Linked DNA regions of Mus musculus: region 1 is linked to region 2. Evidence: chromatin contacts called from public HiChIP or PLAC-seq data. All regions are on one chromosome and are shown on one strand. The core of a region is the stretch at or near the end of the contact, and the rest is flanking DNA. Distances in the headings are between cores, read along the strand shown.

Region 1 (4,818 bases), core at 2,160-4,659, 35 kb after region 2:
AATTCTGGCAAAGCTGGCCTTGTACAGGAGCCACATCTTTGCATTTCCCTGGCCTCTTTTGCACATGCCATAACCAGAGGTGACACTGTACCTTTGATAACAGGATTAGACTATGGGGATTGGGCACAAGAAGGGCATGGAAGCCTTACAAAGCACCACCTACACAACAGGTATTTGTTCTCTGAAGCCCAGGCAGATGGGCATGAGGTTAACTTTATAATATATCAGGCAGGAAGCCACGCAATTCATATAAACATTGATCATCATTTTTTTCTCAGCTAACAGCCCCATCTACCAAATGTCTATACCATTGCCTTACGCCTGCCTTGTGGATTTCTCACAGCTTAGCTAGTTATTCTATACATGGTAAGCAGTACACTTACCAGCAGTACCTTCTTTGTTCTCCTTAGAGATGCTGCGACCTTTAGGTCTGCTGAGAGATGTGGTCCTAAGGACTGTAACAGCCTTCACTCCAAGGTAGCCATCACAGCTGGCCAGCGAACAAACATATTTTCTTTTCAGAATTGAAACTGAGATTGACTGGGACTAGTGGAATGGAGACAGGCAATATAGGGGAGGTTATGGAACTTGAGCTAGCAACCACAATTCTTGGCCAAGATGCACCATGGATAATAAACACTAAGAGTCATCCTGTTCAAAGAAGTAGAGAGATATTTATCATGATGACAAATACCATGGTAACAAAGATAAAATGTTATCATGGAAAGCCATGAAATTCCAGGAAGACTTCAAATCCCGTGAGTGAGAAGATTGAGACTCTGCTGTAGGCTCTCACACCTCCTTGCATTTGAGCGAGTTTGAACAGATCTATGTTCCTGGAACTGTGTCATAAATGACTCAGGCCTGAAGAATCTAGCTTTGAAAGAAGTCTAATGAATATGTCCCATGTGCTCTGTTTAGCATATGGTATGTAGCATATTTGTTCTGGTTAGATCTTTGTTAACTTTACACAGGCTAGGATCATCTGGGAACACAGAACATCAATTGCGATCAACTCTGAAAATGCCCCCATCAGATTGGCCTATGGGCAAGCAAGTCCTTCCTTCCTTCCTTCCTTCCTTCCTTCCTTCCTTCCTTCCTTCTTTTCTAAGATTTATTTATTTATATGAGTACACTGTAGCTGTATTCAGACACACCAGAAGGCGGCATCAGATCCCATTACAGATGGTTGTGAGCCACCATGTGGTTGCTGGGATTTGAACTCAGGACCTCTGGAAGAGTAGTCTTAACCACTGAGCCATCTCTCCAGCCCAGTAAGCATTTTCTTAATTAATGATTAATGTAAGAAGGCCTGAGCCACTGTGCACATACTGTGGATGGGCCACCCTTGGGCAGATGATCCTGGGTTGTATAAGAAAGCAGACTGAGCAAGCCAGCAAGCAGCACCCTTCTCTGGCCTCTGCTTCAGGTTCCTGCCTTGAATTCCTACCTTGGCTTCCATCAGTGATGGGCTTTGATTGGGATGTGTAAACCAAACAAAACTTTCCTCCCCAAGCTACTTTTGGTCAGAATGTTTTATCACAACAATAGAAAGCAGACTATAATAATATTACATACTTATAAATCTTCTCCATACAACAATCCTAAGCAACTAATGCAAGCTAATGCTTGTCTCACCTTACACGTGGGAGAACACGCAGAATGGAGACAGAGTTTTTTTTTTTTTTTTTTTTGTAGCCACACAGATAGAAAAACAAAGAATCACAATTCCAAGAAAACCAGACTAACTCCAAAGTCCATGTGTCCCTCGGGACTGCCCTGCCTTTTTCCGTGAGTCATGATACCTCTTTTCTCCTGGACATTGTTTGAGGGGAGAAGGACAGACAGGAAGTCAGCTGTAAGAAGACTCCATGCTGCTTTCGTGAGACATGGTTACTGTTACAGTTTGGCTATGACATGTCCTAGAGACTTGGTCCTTGGTCCATGATGCTTCTGGGAGGTAGCAGAAGCTTAAGAGGTGGGACCTCCTGGGATGATGTTAGGCATTGAGAGTGACCCCTTGAAGGGGACAGTGGAACCCTGGTCTCTCTGCATGTCTCCCCTCTTGCTTCTAGGCTGCATGCAATGAGCAGCTTTATCTAGTATAACTCCTACTGAGCTGTATTGCCTCACCACAGGGCCAAAGGCAACGGGATCAACTAAGCAAGGACTGAAATTTCTTAAAAGTATTAATGAAATAAACCTTTCCCCCTCAAAGCTTTATTATGTCAGGCATTCTGTCATAATACGAAAAAGCTGGCTAACACAGTTACATACTTGTGTTGTTCCTGGTTGTTTTCCTGTTTGTTTGACAAAATCACTGCTTGGGAGTACTATGAAAGTGGGGAGAGTGTCCAGAGTCTAAAAGTGGCATCAGTAGCAGCTAACTTTGGCTAGCTTGTCGGAGGCATGGTAGGAGAGACGTGCCTCTTCAATGTTATTCCAAAATGCCAAGGAAGCCTCGTCAAGTAGGATGGAAAGCCAGTTGCACACCCAGCTTTGTTGTAATGTGGGAGCAGCCAGATCTGGACTTTACTTCCTCATCTATAAGACAGAAGAGACTGGATAACACCATGGTTTCCTAATGTGAAGCCCTTAAGATTCACAAGGCGCAAAATGATTGTCATGCACAGGCAGCCTTAAGTAGCCTTCAACCACATAAAATGTTATTACAGAATAAAAATGTTATTCTAGCCAATTCTCCTAATCAATGCAAAAAGAAAGTTGTGTATTGGTTGTTTTACTCAATTACTTTGGTTAGCTCATAATTTCTTCTTCTTTTTTTTTCCCATAATTTCTTCTTAAAACTTTAAAATCGGAGGCTGGAGAGATGGCTCAGTGGGTAAGAGCACCGAGTGTTCTTCCGAAAGTCCGGAGTTCAAATACCAGCAACTACATGGTGGCTCACAACCATATGTAACGAGATCTGATGCCCTCTTCTGGTATGTCTGAAAATAGCTACAGTGTACTTCCATATAATTAATAATAAATCTTTAAAAAAAAAAAAAACTGTTCCTGTTTATTTTACCACTATATTATTACATCCAAATTTTTGCCATTACTTTCTATGCAACTGATGTTTTCCCCATTATTGTAACATTAATTTCCTTTTAAAGTAGTTGATTTAAAATTTTTTTTTGAGAGCCGCCGTTTATTAAGTAGCAACTATAGACCCTAAACTTCACATGTTATCTGACGAATTTAAGAATCATGGTCTGTAATTTATTAACAATACAACTGAAAACAAAGTAGTTTGCATGAAGTCAGATGCCTGCTTGAGTTGGTGAGACAAATCTTCCTGATCCTCAAGTCAAAGCTCAGCCTACAGTGAGTACTCACTCCCATCCCCCATGTCCTCTGTCAAGTTCTACACCCGAGCTGCACTCACAGCGACCACACAGAGCCGGCCACATCAGGGTACTTGCTCAGCCTTCTGCAGTCTGCAGGCTTCTGTAGCATGGGTGTGGCCTTTTCTCTCCGGGTATGGCTTTATCCAAGGTCTCCTCTACTCTCCCTAACCATGATGTCTGTCTCAACTTCTGGCCCCTCACCTCCTTGTCTTTTCTTTCATTCTGTTCTAGATGACTGAAAAGTCACAGCCCTCCCGGTTAGATCTGCATTGTTAGTCTAGATGTAGTCTAATGCCCGGCAGTGGCTTACACCTTTAATCTCAGTGCCTTGGAGGCAGAGGCAGGTGGACCTCTGAGTTGCACTAAAAAGCACCAAAACCAAGTAAAGATATAGTTTTATGAATAAAGCTTTAAAAATTGCCCCTGAAGTTTGACACTGTGTATTGAAACTTTCCACTGTGTCTTCTGAATAACAGAACCAACGCCTAGGAATACATGTAGAGACAGTGTTGAATATTGCTTACCCGAAAAATGGCAAGCACCTGAGGTGATAAATGTCCCCATACGATCATTGCATAATATATGTGTGTGTGCATGTGTGTATGTTATTCTGTATCCCAAAAATATGTAGACTTATTGAGTAACTAAGTTAAAATTTATTTTTAAAGGAAAAGAAAAAGGCCAGAGAGCTGGCTGGGGTCACTGGCTGCTCTTCCAGAGGTCCCAGGTTTGTTTCCAGCACCCACGTGGCAGCTATCAACCATCTGTAACTTTAGTTCCAAGGGATCCCAGTCCCCCTTTCTGGCCTCTGTAAAGATCAGGCATACATGTGGTGCACTGACATACATGTAATAAATACGGATACACATAAAACAAAATAAAAATAAATATTTCCTTTTTTTTCAAGACAGGGTTTCTCTGTGTTGTCCTGGCTGACCTGGCACTCTGTAGACCAGGCTTGTCTCAAACTCAAGAGATCTTGCCTGCATTTGCCTCCCCATTGTCAGGATTAAATGAATGTGCCACCATTCCTATCTAAAAATAAATCTTCTAAAACACTAAAATAAGAAAAAGTTCACAGAGAAAATGAGTATATTTAAAACCACTCCAGGGCTGAGGTGTAGCTTAGAGTGCTCATTTGCAATGTACTTGGCCCTGGGTTTGGTTCTCAGCACCACAGGCACACATACAAACCACTGTACACGAGTTTATGTACATGAAATGCTAACTATTAGGCCTGGTGGCACAGGCCTGTAATTCCATGTACTTAGGAGACTGGGGCCAGAGAATAAAGAGTTCATGATATGTTTGAGCTACAGAATGAGTTCAATACTGGTCTTGGCAACTGAAGGAAAGAAACCCTGACTCAAAAGAAGAAAATGGTGAGATTAGCATCCCAACAAGTCTGGGGATGAGAAGTCTCTGGAGCATCACCTGTAACAGCAGAGCTGGAAGTCACAGTCCACAG
Region 2 (5,127 bases), core at 2,009-4,508:
GCCACCCCTCAGACCTGGAATGCATTTGAGGAGGTGCTTCTGTGAGGCCTTGGACCTCAGGAGACCTGTTTGTAACCACATTCTGTTCTGCTGTCTATCTGTCCTGCTGTCTATCTGGGTCCCTGATGGAGTCCATAAAAAAAATCTGGTTGAATATCAGACTTGAGTAAGGGTCTGCATTTTTTTTCTTTAAATCATAGCCATATGGTAAATTTTCTATTTTGTTCCAGTTCTTATTTACTGATGAACATGTAATAGGTGTTTCTTGGAAAAGGCCAACTTTTATTAAAATATTTCTGGAAGAAAACTTAAAAAAACAAAAAATAAATAAAACAAAAGAACAAAAAAAAACAAAAATAAAACTTAGCCTTTTGCATAATAAATATATGCATATAGTGCCATCATTTGTATAACAGTTGGTATTTTCTTAGTCTAGTGTAAGATACTATAATATTTTATAAAATCTTGACTTTTTTAAAGATTTATTTATTTATTTTATATGAGTACACTGTAGCTGTCTTCAGATACACCAGAAAAGGGCATTTGATCCTGTTATAGATGGTTATGAGCCGTTACATATGGTTGCTGGGAATTGAACTCAGGACCTCTAGAAGAGCAGTCAGTGCTCTTAACCGTTGAGCCATATCTCCAGCCCAATATTTTATAAAATCTTTGAGTCTTTTTTTTGTTTTTGTTTTTGTTTTTTTTTTTGTTTGTTTGTTTGTTTTTTTTTGAGACAGGGTTTCTCTGTATAGCCCTGGCTGTCCTGGAACTCACTTTGTAGACCAGGCTGGCCTCAAACTCAGAAATCCGCCTGCCTCTGCCTCCCAAGTGCTGGGATTAAAGGCGTGCGCCACCACACCCAGCCCTTACTATTCTATTTTGTTGTTCATTGCTCAGCCTTGCTAAACTGAAAATTACTTAGATCAAAAGGGCACTGTGTGCCTGGTGGGAGATGTTTGTCCTCATGATGGCTAGTCTTTTCTCACTCTACACTTAGAATTATTCGAAATCCCTTTTCAAGAACAAAGCTCTTCTTTCTTGTGTTTATCCTTCCTGCCTTTCAAAACATTCCAATTAGCCAGGAAATTTAGCTCCCCGGCCCCACCCAAAATGCTGCTTACCACAACCAAGCAAGGCCTTTCTCTTTGTTTATCATCTAGTAGCTTTAAGCTGTTTTATTCTAGGATAAAATGGGTATCAAGAGCAATATGAGGGAATAATGGCAGTTGATTGAATGGCCCCTGCTCTCTGAGTAACTTAGGCCATTCCTTCACAGTGGTTCCATATCCAACATATTTTGATACTTTACTGTTGAGACTGTGTTATGGGATCATGTGAACCAATATTTTTCAAAAGAGTTGAAGATCTTGTAGTCTGGCTGATTAGAACTTTGTGTTTATGGGGGACTTGGAATGTTGATGACCCAGGGCCAAAAGGACCTTAAGATAATCCCTCCACACCTTATAGCTCCTCACCACCCTCCTCTGTATCTCTGACCTGCTCTCCTTTTGACTATCAGATGACAGCTTCCAAATGTAGTAACAAAGCAGGTAACTACTTTTCACCAACCCAAATGAAAAATGTCACCACATAGCACAGGAGGCCTCCAGCAGACTTTTTTCCTGAACACTGTAACTCCATACTTGACATTATCACCATGCATTTTGTAAATGCATTTACTGTTTTTGTTCTAAAGCTCTAACAGTTCACACAGCTTCTTTTGTAGTGGAACACATCTTTCGGGGAAACACATACTCATGTTTCCAGCCATGGTTACCCATATTTAGCTCAGATAAGACCAAACAAATACAATGACACCTCTCATTCCCTTTGGGGCAAGGCCTGTTTTGCTTAGCAAGTTAGCATCTGTAGTGTACAATAAACTTCACACAGCAGTAGTGCTAAGAAACAATGAATTATCAATAGCCCTTATCCACAGTTCTTGGAGGGGTAATGGAATTAACATAAGAAGAATTGTGCCTGACAAATATACCTTAGTGGGTGCTCACAGCCATCCACTGGACTGAGCATAGGGTCCCCAATGAAGGAACCAGAAAAAGGACCCAAGGAGTTGAAGGGGTTTGCAGCCTCATAGGAGGAACAACTATATGAACTAACCAGTACCCCCAGAGCTCCCAGGGACTAAGCCACCAACCAAAGAGCACACATGGTGGGACTCATGGCTCCAGCTGCATATGCAGCAGAGGATGGCCTAGTCGGACATCAGTGGGAGAAGAGGCCCTTTGTCCTATGGAAGCTCTATGCTCCAGTGTGGGAATGCCAGGGCCAGGAAGCAGGAGTGGATGGGTTTGTGAGCAGGGGGAGAGGGGAGGTGATAGTGGGAGGGTGTTTTTCGGAGGGGAAACCAGGAAAGGGGATAACATTTGAAATGTAAATAAAGAAAATATCCAATAAAAGTTTTTTTTAAAAAAATGTATTTAATGATTAAAAAAAGGACGAAGAGTTAGTAATACAGTTCTGAACCTCAGTCATTCAACCTCAACAAAGCTAAGCAGTACAGTTTCTGTTTGGACCAAGTGCCAAAATAATAAATTAAAAAAAACAAACAAACAAAAAACGAAAACCAAAACAACAACAAACACTGATTTGTATAAACCTTCCTTCTCAGACAAGCCCTGCATCATTCTTATTCACTCCTATATCCTAAAATATCGTTTTTTAGGTTTACTTATTGTCTCAGTCGCAGTTTCTATAAAAGCCAAGGTAGTTTAAATTGGACACTTAAGAATACTTACAAATTTAGAAATTCTGGGTGAAGCATTATGCTAAAACTTGTGATGCAGATGCAATTTGCTGCTCTGGAAACTTAGAAAAGAGTCACGACTGAATTCAAATCAAGTATTTCAAATATTTTACAGGTGAAGCCGAGCTGTGGTTGCTAGGCAACCTGACAGCCTCCCAAGCGGGGGACCAACTCACCTCCCACCCTTGACCATCTCTCCCCAGGAGTGGGACGCCGAGTCGCCATTGGTCTCTATCTCCTCTCACTGACCTTCAATTGGTCGGAGAACCTCTCACTCCGCTCCCGTTGGCTCTCGCCGTCTCTCGCCGTCCCGCCATTGGCAGGCTTGTTCTCGGGCCACCCTACGTCACCGTCTCACCCCACTTCCCAGGTCCTCGGACTTTGTTCCCACCCCTTACCCCGCCCTTCCGGCAGCGAGGGAAAACCCTAGCGAGTCCCCGCCTCTCATTGGCTGAAAGCGGATCGGGGGGCGGGCGCTCCCGAGCGACTCTGAGTCCCGGGATTGGCAGAGGTAGCCGCTGTCCCGCCCTCTGTCCCCTCCCGGCGCTGCCCGAGTCGGGTGGGTCGGTGGCTATAAAGCTGCGGAGGGCGGGAGGCACAGTCTGCGGTCTCCTTGCTTTGCTCGTTCTTCTTCCAGGGTCTGATCCCCTTTGGGTGAGTGTCCCGCGCGGGGCCGGCCAGCCAAAGGCCGAGGCCGCGGGCGGCGTGTGCGGGGAGGAGGCGGTGTCCTTGACCAGGCCGGAAGGCTCTGCGCTCTGGTCTGGGCTAAGGCGTGAGCCGGGTCCCGGAGGATGGGGCGCTGGGAGCGAGCTTGTGTGGGAGCTTGAGGGCTTGGGGACTCCGGAGGGGACCCGGACTCCACTGTGCGCCGGCGGGACGCGCAGAGAAGGCAGAGGGCGTTGAGGGCTCCGTGTTCTGATGACATAGTCAGAAGCCGGAGTCGCCTTAGAGGTGCCTGTGACCACCGAAGTGGAGGCGTCGGCAGGGGATCAGAAGGGAGCTGGGGTGTCAGAGCGACCCTCGGGTTAATGGTGGACCCCAAAGGGATGGGGAAGCTCAGGCTCAGAGGGAGGGTTGTAGGTTGGCAGGGGGTGTGTCCTGCCTCCACTTACAGCATTGATGAGGGAAAGTGGGCAGTGTTACTTCTCCCCAATTCGGGTGCAAGAAATCACAATTGTGATTTAGACCTAGCCAAGGATTGATGGCCTGGACCCCTTTGGTACGTGGCTTGCTGAAAAGCAAAGATTAGTGAGCTCGGCACCTCCCCCCTTTCTCTCCCCTCCCTCTCACTTTTCCCCTCCCCCTCCCTTTCTGCTAAGATGTTCTCGTCTACTACTGTTAATAACAGCCAGCCTTAAGTGTTATAAAGATGTGATGGCCCAACCGGCACACAGACTTTGGTTTAAGTCATGGAAGTTTCAAAGCAAGGTGTATGGAAGTCTTTGGAAACATGACCTTCTTTGACCAGTGGTAGGGAAAGAATTGCTTGGCAACATTCTGGAGGAGGGAATTGGGGAGTAGGTGGCAGGAGGTTGTCCTTCTTGCCAAGCTTGCCCCTGTGGCCTTGGCCTCAGGCCATCTCTGCCTGTTTTCTCTACCCACCTCTACTGCAACCTCCCTCCTGCTGGTGCGATGGCTGCTAACCTTTGCTGTATTTTAGGGTTGAATCTTGAGAAGCAAGGGCATGCCAAACATTAACAAACCAGACTACTCATAGTTACAGATTTTTTTTTTTCCTTCCATGCTGTGGTTTAAATTTTTATTGTGCAGATTCCATCAGACTGGAGACAAGGCTGAAAGTCCTCCACAGATATCTGCAAGTGACTCTCTGCAGGTTGAGCCTTCTCAACAGTGCATGTTCTTTGGTCAGACTTTTAAAGTTTCAGTTAGTTTTGCATGGAGATGGAGAGTAAGCATAGCCTGTCTCGTGAAAAGAAAGAGAGGCTGTCTTTTTGTGGATGTAGCTCTCCTAAATTAGCAAAGTTTCCCTTTAGTGTAATGTTCTCTCGGGTTTCTCTGACACTGGGGAAGAGGGAGTATAAAGATGATGTTTGAAGTCATCTGGGCCTTGCTTTTAATGTTTGTTTTTTGTTTTTCACAAATATCCCTCCTGATTGCTTATTCATATCATTAACAGATGGACTTATTTCTGAGTTTTGTTTTGTTTTTAACTGAGATTTTAGAGACATTGTTTTTAGAAGAAATAGAAAATCCCAAGACACGGATGGAACATAGGTGTCTGGAATGATTTAATGCCTGGCTGGACTTCTAATTATCTAGGAGAACTGAATTTGTGGTTGAAGGAGATAATGAACTGTGTTTAAGAATCTCTTTATACAATTTTTTTTTTTTTTTTTTTT

Evidence for each region. HiChIP or PLAC-seq counts read pairs in DNA pulled down with a chosen protein or histone mark.
Region 1: a contact with region 2 is called in an H3K4me3 HiChIP or PLAC-seq map of the SCID.adh cell line, with 31 read pairs. The contact joins the enhancer-like site here to the promoter of Hmgcs1 in region 2. A contact is called at or near these places in 2 of 15 datasets of contacts at CTCF or cohesin (CD8 T cells and the NIH/3T3 cell line), 17 of 484 Hi-C or Micro-C datasets (the HPC-7 cell line, the MC3T3-E1 cell line, MC3T3-E1-derived osteoblasts and 11 more), 11 of 115 datasets of contacts at active chromatin or transcription factors (the 230-238 cell line, the HPC-7 cell line, the SCID.adh cell line and 8 more) and 3 of 9 other capture datasets (adipose tissue, liver and pancreatic islet).

What each region holds. Positions count from the first base shown.
Region 1 is chr13:119,721,787-119,726,604 of GRCm38.p6, forward strand. All of the region lies in intron 2 of Nim1k (NIM1 serine/threonine protein kinase), which reads right to left. Among named protein-coding and RNA genes, the nearest start is that of Gm52026, 18 kb to the right of the region's middle. Within about 2 kb of position 3,410, at least 4 of the 459 cell types and tissues checked have an H3K27ac peak or open chromatin away from gene starts, as enhancers often do. A contact at or near this core is called in the SCID.adh cell line and bone marrow-derived macrophages, where this site is marked.
Region 2 is chr13:119,687,093-119,692,219 of GRCm38.p6, forward strand. Hmgcs1 (3-hydroxy-3-methylglutaryl-Coenzyme A synthase 1) reads left to right here and starts at 3,259. Exons shown (of 10, transcript NM_001291439.1): 1 at 3,259-3,421.